Linked DNA regions of Mus musculus: regions 1 and 2 are each linked to region 3. A link is a contact called in public Hi-C and capture Hi-C data. All regions are on one chromosome and are shown on one strand. The core of a region is the stretch at or near the end of the contact, and the rest is flanking DNA. Distances in the headings are between cores, read along the strand shown.

Evidence for each region. Hi-C and Micro-C count contacts between places; a contact is called where the count stands out from the background. Capture Hi-C pulls out chosen DNA fragments and counts their contacts.
Region 1: a capture Hi-C map of bone marrow-derived macrophages shows a contact between it and region 3, with 3 times the contacts expected there. The contact joins two enhancer-like sites. A contact is called at or near these places in 2 of 484 Hi-C or Micro-C datasets (bone marrow-derived macrophages and macrophages), 2 of 115 datasets of contacts at active chromatin or transcription factors (bone marrow-derived dendritic cells and bone marrow-derived macrophages) and 1 of 9 other capture datasets (bone marrow-derived macrophages).
Region 2: a contact with region 3 is called in a Hi-C map of bone marrow-derived macrophages, with 55 read pairs. The contact joins the promoter of Igf1 here to the enhancer-like site in region 3. A contact is called at or near these places in 4 of 39 promoter capture datasets (the 3T3-L1 cell line, cranial neural crest and macrophages), 1 of 15 datasets of contacts at CTCF or cohesin (the NIH/3T3 cell line), 3 of 484 Hi-C or Micro-C datasets (bone marrow-derived macrophages and macrophages), 2 of 115 datasets of contacts at active chromatin or transcription factors (bone marrow-derived dendritic cells and bone marrow-derived macrophages) and 5 of 9 other capture datasets (adipose tissue, bone marrow-derived macrophages, liver and 2 more).

What each region holds. Positions count from the first base shown.
Region 1 is chr10:87,837,741-87,841,322 of GRCm38.p6, reverse strand. All of the region lies in intron 1 of Igf1os (a long non-coding RNA gene), which reads left to right. Among named protein-coding and RNA genes, the nearest start is that of n-TKctt21, 9.6 kb to the right of the region's middle. Within about 2 kb of position 1,647, at least 4 of the 459 cell types and tissues checked have an H3K27ac peak or open chromatin away from gene starts, as enhancers often do. A contact at or near this core is called in bone marrow-derived macrophages, where this site is marked.
Region 2 is chr10:87,857,360-87,860,965 of GRCm38.p6, reverse strand. It overlaps Igf1 (insulin-like growth factor 1), which reads right to left and starts at 1,914. Exons shown (of 4, transcript NM_001111275.2): 1 at 1,554-1,914. The coding sequence starts at 1,616. All of the region lies in intron 1 of Igf1os (a long non-coding RNA gene), which reads left to right.
Region 3 is chr10:87,751,179-87,755,188 of GRCm38.p6, reverse strand. No RefSeq gene overlaps it. Among named protein-coding and RNA genes, the nearest start is that of Gm30073, 45 kb to the left of the region's middle. Within about 2 kb of position 1,523, at least 10 of the 459 cell types and tissues checked have an H3K27ac peak or open chromatin away from gene starts, as enhancers often do. A contact at or near this core is called in bone marrow-derived dendritic cells and bone marrow-derived macrophages, where this site is marked.

The sequences.
Region 1 (3,582 bases), core at 398-2,897, 86 kb before region 3:
TAGCAGTCACTGGCTGTGGGCCTTTGAACATATTACCTGTACTCTAAAATCTTCTTACTTATCAAAGTAGGATTATCAATACCCATCTCCTACGGGTAACACAAATAAGGCTAGCAGAGTGAAGTTGCCACTATGAGGATATTTGTACATATTTAATACGAATTGCTAGCCCCCAAAGTTCCTTAATGGAATCCATTGCAATGGCCATCTGAATATAAAGTTTCTGATGACTTGCTAAAGTTGGGACAAGGTCAAGGTGACCTGTATGAACCGATTTTTAATATCTTCAATTTATTTAAGTGTCAAGAAATAATCCAGCTAAAACATGATTGCAAAGCTTTGGGAATACCATCTGCTACCAAATCTACTGTCTTTTTTACTACCCTTCCAGGAACACTGAATTTAAATGTTCAACCTTGATACTTGTCTCAAAGAATTTAAACCTATCAAATTCAATTCAATTCAAATGATGAATAACCATACTAACCTTTTGTTAATGTGTACCAGTATAATTTGGAAGCTATGGCATTAAATATAGAGATTATCATTGCACATTGACTTGATTTTGATAGTTTGATGACTGCTATAGTTTCAGCTATAATCTTTGTTATATTGTTAATGCTCTCAAAGATGTTCATTCTATAGCCTGCAGGCCACACATGATCCAGGAGTGCTATGAATATAGCTCAACACAACATTGTAAATAACTTAAAACACTTTGGACCTCTCTCTCTCTCTCTCTCCCTCTCTCTCTCTCTCTCTCTCTCTCTCTCTCTCTCTCTCTCTCTCTGTGTGTGTGTGTGTGTGTGTGTGTGTGTGTGTGTGTGTGTGTGTGTATGTGTATGGTTCTTGAATAGGAACTTTGTGAATGATAATGTGTTGTAATACCATGCAAAATTAATGTGTATTTGTTCTCACAATCTGTAGACCCAGGGTTGCACACCCATGGTAAATGAGTGGCTGACTGGAGTTGGGATAAGGAAAGAAGAACAAGTTAAAGATCAAGATAAACATATAAATGAGGTCTTGAGGAAGCAGGAATCCAAGGCGCTACATTTCTTCCCTCTGTCTACCTCAGGAAGAGGACTTCCTTTGAAAATGGAAATGGTCCCTGAGAAGGTTGTGAGTCATTGAGAATGTGTGTTCCCCAGCAGACTAATAATGAACTCCTCCTGTCTTGGTGAGATGGTACTGTCTCCCAGTACTTCCAACCTCACCACTGAAAACTGCTTTTAAGACTTATCCAGTCCTGGTATGAGTGTTTGTGCCTAGTCTTATTGCATCTTGCTATGCCATGTTTGGTTGCTATCCCTACTCTTTTGTGAAGGGAAACAGAGGAGCAGTGGGGCTTGGGGGAGAGGGTGTGTGTGTGTGTGTGGAGGGAAGGCTGGTGTTGGGATGTATTGTATGAGAGAAGAATAAATAAGAGGTAAAAGGGAAGATAAAAGACTAATCTCAAAAGGGAGGCTGCAGTCAGAACTGTTACTCAATGCCTTCATAGAGATTAACTTTGCATCATTTAAACCCTCTTTACACTTCATCCAGGAGACCCTCAATATTATCTTATGCATCTTGTAACTTGTTGTAATCTGCACCATCCCCATCCCCACCCTTTTCATTGCATCCTCTGGGACCCATAGTGCACATCATCAGCAAAAATCTCCTACTTCTTCATCTTCTCTTACTTCCCCATTTTGCTCTGAAACCCACATGCTTATTGATTTTATCCACTTGGTGGAATTTACTTTTTTCTTTTTGTATCTTACATGCACAGGGGGCTTGAGAGTACAGATCGGTGTCTTCCTCATTTCCTGTGACTGTTTTCTCACAGTTTAGACCCTATATTAAACTACTCTGGATTGCAAGTGTTGGGGCAGACCACCTTCCTCCCAGGGATGCCCTTATCCACTGTCTTCTCGGTCAGTGCCCACCTTCATTACCTACTCACTGTCTGGACACTGCGTTTCTTTCCATCCGTGTTTCTACTAACATTCTTGGCTACATCAGCATCCATCTACGTCGTCATGTGGCTGAGGATCCTCTCAGCTCCTTTGTCTCCTTGCATTTAGTTTTCTCCTCCACCTGTACCTCACCTTTTAGTCTCCATTCTCTTTCTCTAGAGTCTAATTAAGCCATCCAGCTGCATATGTTCTATCAGTCATATGGAAATCTATCCTCAATCATGCCCATTCTTTACCTCCATTCCGCTTCCCTGATCACTGTCTCCTTGTGGCCTCAGTTGCCAATTTACCAACTTAAATTCCACGAAGCATTCTCATAATTCAGCTCTTGTGTGGATCTACTTTGTTCGTTCCTCCTTTCCCCAATTTTGTCAAAAACAGACACCATCTGAATTTCTTTCATGCTTGCACTTAAGGCAGCTGAAGTCAGAGAAAAACCTAATCTGGCTGAGTGGCTCCACTTTAGAGATATGGCCAGACAGCTCCAGTCTTCATTCAGCACAACTAGTAGAAATCTAAGGGTGCTGGGAATAACATGGAGAGTATTCAGAGAGATGATAAAACCAGATGAAAGGAGACTAGATGGGACTCAGATAAGAGATTAGTAAAACAAACAAACAAACAAAAAAACCAGAATGGATGTTGAAGCCTGGACTATAGAAGTGACCACAGTCATGTGAGCCAATGGGAAAATTCTAGACATATTTTAAGAGGTAAAATGAGCAGGATTTGCAAAGTGCCATTAGCTGGGAAAATTACCACTGCCTGTATCTATGCCTACCAGGTAGAAACTGGAAGAAATGGGTGAAGGTAGTCATTTCTAAATTTAAGATTTTATCCAGAAGGCTTCCTCCGAGAAGATGCAGTAGGAAAGCCTCTCTCTGCCTTGCTAGCCTTTTCCCTTCAACACCCCCAAGACTCATTCCTGATGCTTCACACTTTTCCTAATTTTTTTTGTAGTTCCCATTGTCCTCTTTATATTTATTATCTTCAAGATGAGAGGATAGAGAAAAGAAGATGCCGGCTCCTCTCATCTATAAAAATCCCTGTTTAAGAAAAGAAGTGCAAAGCAAACGGAGGGAAGGGATGTACTAACAACCATTTAAGACATTTCCATTTCCATGTGGAAGGATGAGGCATGTAGGCAACTGGACATAACAGTTTAAGAAGTAGAACTTGGAATTACAGTGGAGGCCATAGCAAAGAGAATAGGCATCGAGAATTGATGAACCTCCAGTTAGGGCCATCTCAAAATTCTCGGAGGAGCAATATGCGCCCTCTCTTCTGCACCCTTATCCTTCTGTATCCATTACTCTTTTATGCCAGTAGCTGACAGTTTATTTTGACCCTTTCCTTATCTATATCTCCTTTTGGATTGCCAGTGCCACAAGACAACGGATGCCTTTGCATATAGTGAGTGAAGTTTCTCTCACACCTTCCATCAGGAGCAGTGATGTGACTCCAGCTTAGAGTGTCAACTGTTTTTTACACTGTTGCCATCAATGATGGCTTAAGTGTGGTCACATAAACTAGTGAAGCCTAGAAGTGTGAGCAAACATGTTGGAGGTCTCCAGGGGCCTGGACTAAAAGCAATGCCAACTCAAATGAAAACAGACAGGAG
Region 2 (3,606 bases), core at 665-3,164, 110 kb before region 3:
TCTAGGCAGCTGACCTCTCTTCCCTGAGCTATGTTTCAAAGACCACCACGCATGCAGTAGCTCCCTTCAGCCATCTCCTGCTGCAAGCACAGGAAAAAAGTTGAAGGGTATTGCTAGCTCCGCTTCTGAAATGTTCTGCAGACCCAGCAGGGAAAGAAAGTTCATTTGGAGCCGATTTTCCAAACGTGGAATGCATGCCTGCCGAGGTAACATTCCACAATCCCTTTGGGACACACAATCCCAGCTGCCAGACCACACAGCGTATATGAACGCTGACTTCACTCCTGTAAGGTGGCTGAAGCTTGCTGGCAGCGCGAGGACGGCACAATTAGGTGCTTGACAAGGTTGTCTCCCGAAGTCCCAAGCCACTTACTTGCCTAAGAAAAACTCATAGCGATGAAGCATTTGAATGCAGCACAAAAAAAAACCCGCTGCACTCTTTGACTGGGATCTTTTATGAATTAAGCCCTCCGGCAACTGCCTCCAAGGAGCCGGTGACAGCGGCTTAGAAGTGCTTGCAAATTGAAAAAACACAAGTCTGGAAGGATATAATTTTGCTGAGAATGGAAACTTGAAGTAGGGCCAGTGATCAAAAGGAGAAGGCAGAACATAGACAGCGGCAGGGGCAAACGGCAGCAGCAGCAGCAGCAGCAGCAGCAGCAGCAGCAGCAGCAGCGGCAGGGGCGAGCGACAGAGCCAGAGGCAAGTGACAGAGGCAGCACAGCAGCAGCAGGGGCAAGCAGCAGCCGATTCACCTAAAGAGGCTTTGCCTTGCCGCGCCGCGCGGTGAGTCTAAGAGCAGAGCCTTAAACCAAAATTCAAACCCCAGCTCAGTCACGAAAGTCCCCTTCCAAAGAGAAAAGTTGGACAAGCAGCCGCCAGTAAGCTCCTGCTTTCTGAGCACAGCCTGTATCTGTTTAAAATTTCTGAATATGCAAAGACAGCAAGTTGTCTAAGAGCTTTTACAGAAAAGCAAATTAAACTTCCCCTAACTTTGACTTTCTGGGCAGAAGTGCAAAGAATTCCCGATTCTTGGCTCCAAAAAAAAAGAAAGAAAAAAGCATTTTTTAAAAGCCTTCCTATCATCTAAAATGTAACTTTTAATCTGTGACATGCCTCGTAAATAAAGTCCTGACAAATCACACACATACATAGACACAGACACAAGAACATGCTCTGAAAAAGCCAACGCCTGCACCTGTGAGAGAGAAGCACTCCCGAGTTTATAGTCATCTTTCTCGCCCCGAGCCATAGGCTAGATTTAAAGGAGTCTCTTAAAACGGCAGTGTGGAAGCCCTGTGGAAGCGGAGGCTTTAGCAGAAGTACCTTGCAATAGTTTCTACCCGTACAGATACCTCTGCAAATGCATTCATCCCCCGGAGCTCCTTTTACAGCTCGCACAGAACTGCACATTCAGCAATTTGTAAATAACCCCCAGTTCTGAAACAATGCAAATTCTAAAGCAAATAAAGACTCTAGGCAGAAGAAAACAGTACACAGTTTAAATACAATTCTCCAACGAGTTAAAAAAAAAAAAAGTAAGAGATATTTACCTTCAAGAAGTCACAGAGGCAGATCTTAAATAATTGAGTTGGAAGGCTGCTGATTTTCCCCATCGCTTCTGAAGTACAAAGTCTGGAAATGAATTGGTGGGCAGGGATAATGAGGCGAAAAAGAAATCCAGAGAGATGGGAGATGTTAGAGCAATGTCACATTTCAATTTTGAGGACTTTATTCCATTGCGCAGGCTCTATCTGCTCTGAATTTAGCAGTGACAGTGAGATTTAGCAAGCAGAAGAGGGATTTAGAGAAAATCCTCACATTTATCTACAAAACACAGACACTGTAGACAGGAAACAGCTGGGGGAACATTCGCCTTCTCTCTCTCTCCCTCTTCTGGCAAAGTTATCGAGTAAGGACTTTTTTGGGCACCGTGACAAATAACATCATACCTTCGCTCTTAAAAACTGGAGCACAGAGACTCACCCCCCCCCCCCCTAAAAGAATGTGTGTCTCTGACAGGGTTAGCAGACATTAAATACTGAGGCTGCCATAGAAAAATAGGCTCTGTTCTCTGATTAACTTTCCACAGGGTTTGAAGGTACACTTGTGTGCTAATACACCTCACCAGGATTAGAGGATCTAAGTGGGACACGGGGGCAACTTTATATTTTAGGGCAAATGCAAAATTTGAAGGAAAAAAAAAACAAAAAAAGGAAGAAGAGACTATCTCCAGGAAGCACAATGCTGTTAACCCTGAAATGACCAGGGTAAACTAGATCGAAAGGCAGCTCTCAGGGGAAGGGGAGGTGGAGGGGATAGAGTGACCCTTGTCCTAGTTGCCAGGCAAGGGGAATGATCTCATTTCCTAAAACCTATAGATGGCCAGGCAGCAGTGGGCTGGCTCCTGTCAGGACACTGTGTCATGCTTTGTGCAGAGAATCAGGCTATGCTGAGATCTGGGATGGATTGAAAAATAAAATGATCCTAGTTTTCAACAAAGCTGGATGCCTGTCACCTCCTTGACCCCAAGGAAGCAGTATGGGAGGCACACACTGTTTCCCGTTGGCTGTATTGTTCTCTATAAATGAGTGTGTGTGTGTGTGTGTGAGACACAGTTGTGTGTATGTGTGCATGCATGCATATGTGTGTGTGTGTAAGTGTGTGTGTCTGTCTGTGTCTGTGTCTGAGTGTGTATTCCAAATAATACCAGCTGGCTAGCAATACTCTCTCCAGGGTTATGATGTCATTCAAATCCCTCAACTGGGTAAGTGGCTGGCAGCATGGTTCAAGCCGGCTGCTTCTGCTATTTATAATGTATAAACTCGCCTTTGCCACAGGGAATGGAGTTCTGATCTTCTGTTGATACGGTTTGTACCTATTTCTCAGTGGTCTTTCAGAGGCAGTAGATAAGAAAGTGAATTATGAAAGAAGGTTACAAAAGCCCAGATTAGACGCTGCATGCTTTCCACGGATATCTCTCCAGGTGTGCTTTCCCAGGGGAGATGGAAATGAGCCAGACTTGCCTCAGTCTCTTACTCTCTCGGACTCTCAGGGGGATTTGAAGGTACTGACACATCGGTGGAGACAGAGGCCAGTTGGAAACTCTACACTGCCTCTTTACGCTGCCCCATGGATAGAAACCTGCTTGGGGATGTGGTGATTGTCCTCAAATGAAACCAGTTTGGTTTTGCAAGGGGCTTGGGCTCTTTCCAACCCTCTGTGTGGTCAATACTTCACAGCAGTGTTTACCTTTCAGACAGGAACATTAGAAACCTGGTGTGAGACTGTTCCAGTGGTGGGTGATGCTAGGTATCACTTGATGAAGGAATCATGTGATGACAGCACCTACTATGTACTTGATTAGACACACCTCTGGTAAAGCAAAAAGGAGCATGCAACAGGCAGGGAGAGACACACGTTCCTGACGTCTGTTGAGTATCTGAAGCGTGAAGACTTATGAGTGGTGGGAGGGGGCCGCAGTCTCTCAGGGAGGCAGGAAGTGAAAGCTTTTTGGAAATGGAGATGGGGAAGGAGAGAATGCTATGTGAAGGGCACGGGGCTGGGAAGTTCCTGTGGGTAGGACTGACTCTGAGAACACACAGA
Region 3 (4,010 bases), core at 274-2,773:
GACAAGAGATGGCCAGCTGAGACTGTATCCTCTATTGCTAGGAATCCTCATTACATTTGACTTCAGACATTCTAGGAAGTTTCCACCATATTAGATTTCCATACTATCTCCCCCCAATACCTTCCAGCTCTATCCATCTGTTCCTATATTCTCTCCCTCTACCTCAGAAACCAGAAACTAGATAGCCCATGGAAAACCAAACACTACTAGTCTTAAAAATCAATAAAATGCCTCTTACTGATTTTCTGCTATACTCAGAGATCAGTGCCTTATTCAGTCATCATCAGAGAATCTTCCTCTGACAGAAGAGTGGAACAGATGCAGAGACCCACAGCCAGAAATTATGAGTGGAGAGTCTAAATGGGAGGTTTCCATTAAATCCTCCCCCCTCAGAGCTTAGGAAATCCCTTGGAAGAGGAAGCAGAAAAAATTGTGAGAGCCAGAGGGACTGGAGGATACCAGGAGAATAAGACCCTCTGAATCAACTAAGCAAGGTGCATATGAGCTCACAGAGACAGCAGTCACAGTGCCTACATGGCTCTGCACCAGATCCTCTGTATATATTATAGCTATTAGCTTAGGATTTTTAAGGGACTCCTGACTATGAGAATGAGTGAGTCTCTGACTCTTGTGTCTGCTTTTGGGGCTCTGCCCCTCCTATTGGATTGCCTTCTCCACCTTCAATATGATAGTTTTTGCTTCATCTCATTACAGATTATTTCATCAGGTCTGGTTGTTATCTCTTTGAAGTCTGTCTTTTCTCATGACAGAGAGGGAGTGGATCAGGATGGGAGGAGAGGTGAGGAGAAACTGGAAGGAATAGAGGAAAGGGAAACTATGATTAGGATATGCTGTATGAGAAAAGAATATTTTCAATAAAAAGTAAAAAAAAAATGGAATATGTCAGCACAGTTAAGAATACAGACTTCAAGATTTACCAGATTTGAAGCCCATTCTGCCAACTTAAATGTTAAAATGAGATAGGTGTCTCTGTACATTGTAGGACCTAAACAACACTGTATTAGACAACACTGTGTTGATGTCTGTTGTGAGTCTTTAGAAGGACTATTTAATATTCAGAATTTCTCAGATTTATTTCACCACGGGATAAGAGTCTGGAAGAACATGCCTGATAAAGCCAGCATTTTCACATAATACATACTTAACTGCTAGATTTAAATCATCATTTGTCTTCAGGTTGGAAGAAAGCCTTCCTTCATATCCCCCCTATTTAACCAGTGTTTTGTGCTTTTTCTAACACAGCTGATTCTACATTCCCATGACCCAGGCAGAGTTTCCATCCCTCTGGTCCTTGGTAGAGCTGATGCTGAGACTGAGACAGGTTTCCTGGGAGTCCTGAAGGTCATAAGACAGAAAGAGCCTCTTTCAAGTCTAACATGGCTCATAAAGCATGGGGAATTCCCAAAATCGTTTAGAAAATTCCATTTAGTCTTGACATGTTGTGTCCAGCTTTAGGTAATACATATAAAATGCCTGATGTGGCATTTTCACTTCCTTCTCTGTTACCCAGAATTCTATTTTTATTGCAGTGTGTTTAGTAGTCACACATATATCAACATGAAGATCTACTGGTTTAAAGTTCCCCAAAGAGTAACTTAAACTATGGCTCACATCATGCAACAAATGATTTCTCCACTCCTTAGAGACTCCTACCAAGAAACCTTGGAAGATGTCACAAGTGTCACACCCAAAACCTGGCTTTCTTCCTACCGCTCCCGATCATAAAGCTCCATGAGGCAATGAAACTGATTTGAACTTCAGCTTGGCAATGTCACACCCATGTCACCTCACATCTTTCTAAACTATTTGTAAATCTGCAAGATTAAAAATAAAAGTATATCGGCAGGGTTATATTCATCCTATGTCAATATATATTGCTTTAGGTTATGGGTTCGAAGAAGGTTATTTCTTTTATATCACATCTTGGAATCCTTAATTCAGCATCACATATGTTTTTTTCTCATATTTTAATGCCATTGGAAAAATATAATTTTTGGACATCTTGAGAGTTTCTTACATTTAAATATTTATTATCATCCTCATTGATATTCCTTGAGGCTATGCGTCCTAGTTATATTCCTTCCATTTTGCCAACTGTATTCCACACCCATCAGCAAGAGCACTAAACTTGCATTTACTTGGTGACTATGCTTGCTTGCACCACCCTTTGTTCGCTAGTAAAGTTTTGAAACTCTTTAACCTCTTGTGGATTCAGGATGCTGCAGTTGAGACAGCAACCTACTTTCACAAGGTAGCTGAGAGGGTCAAATTAGGCGATGCATACAAAAGGTCTTTGTGTATCCTACCGATTTTGAACATTGCTCAGTGTCAGTTTGGTGTTGGCAAGTGGATTCCATCCATGTAGGACCCTCTTCACATTTCAAAGTGAAGGTTCCATTCAGTCTAAAACGAAGTTGTTTAAAACTAAGTTTTATATTATTTCAGTGAACTTAATTTGTTCTACTCAAGGCTGACATATTTCAGATAGGAGACTTGTATTTGCCTTGATTCTAATACTTAGCTTAGGTTTGGAGCAAGCTGTGATTTAAAGATTTAATTCCAGGTCCTGTGTCTGACCTTGGTCTTCATTTGCCCTTGAGTAAATACAGATCTCCTGGAGGGTGAGCTGTCCAGACAGAGAACAGTTGGTGACGGTTTACCTTGGATTTGAAACATTTCCCCAGTGATTTATGTCTCTGACATGGTCTCATTTCATATAACCCCAAATCCAGCCCTATTTGTTTCCCTTGGCCTCTTTGAAAGCAGCAGAGCTGCTTACTCCATATATTCAGGCAAATTCCCCAGGATGTATCCCCTTCTATGCACCAAGCCAGTTCTGCTTTGTTGATTAGCTTGGTGATCCTCTAGGCTTCTTTGGGGAGTTCAGAGCTTATGTTCTCATGGTGTAGTGTTCCAAAATCTGACAGATAGAAACTAGAAATTGGCCGCTGTGCTCAATTCCCACATGTTATGTTTTGACTTAGCTTTAGATCTGTAGTTATTCAAGAGCAAGCACATAGTATGAACCACAACTGGGATCTCAGAGCTATGCCACTCCACCCACCCCAAATAGGGATCATGTCCACTGAGGATGTTCAACCAACCCCTAAACTTAATTTCTTAAATGTGAAAGCATGAGTGAATCGTGTATCTTCTTACAAAACTGTGCATGGTCAGAGAATCAGTAAGCAACTAAACACATTTCTCACACACTACATTTCCTGGTCTCGTACCAGAACCAGCCCTTTATTATGAAGGGAAATCCCAATCTTTGTCTTTCTGGAAATTCTAATCTGATAGCAGAGGTATAACCTCAGTAGACAAATACATTATCAGTGAACAGATCTGAGGCTTAATGTAAAGTGACCTGCAGAACTTCCTAGTATCCGAAGTCTGATGGTTCTTGTAGATTGCAGACTAAAATCTGTGTTATGCTTTGGTGTGATATATAAACAAGCCTCAAAACAATTGCAACTGTAAGCACTGTCTGGTGTGTATGTCTTCACATGAAGGGATTTTACTGGACCAACTTAAGAATGAGTATGGAAAAAGACATAGAAAACCAGGACCTGCAAACCATCATAGTATCCCCTCCATGTTTGTTCATGCAGTGAATTTTTAGTAAAATATTGAGATACATGAATGACCTGGGACTGAGGGAAAAGTGATTAATGTCTTGGCTTTCATCCTGAAAATCTTTGAGCTGAAGTTGTTGGATTATCTGTTCTCTGAACATTCAAATCCATTTGTTCCCTGGCTTGTTTTAGAGAAACGTATCTGAGATCCTTAACATATGGTGACAGACTTCCAACACAGCCCCCTTCAAAGACCACATCCTTGTTTGATTGTTGGATGACTTTCTTCCTCAAGGCCTAAGTGACCACGTTTATTATTGATGTGTTGGCAGGTGTACCATTCACATTTTTCTGGATTAAGGGGGATTTAAATGTGATCACTCAGGTAGTCTGCTTTAAATTTGAGAGAACATG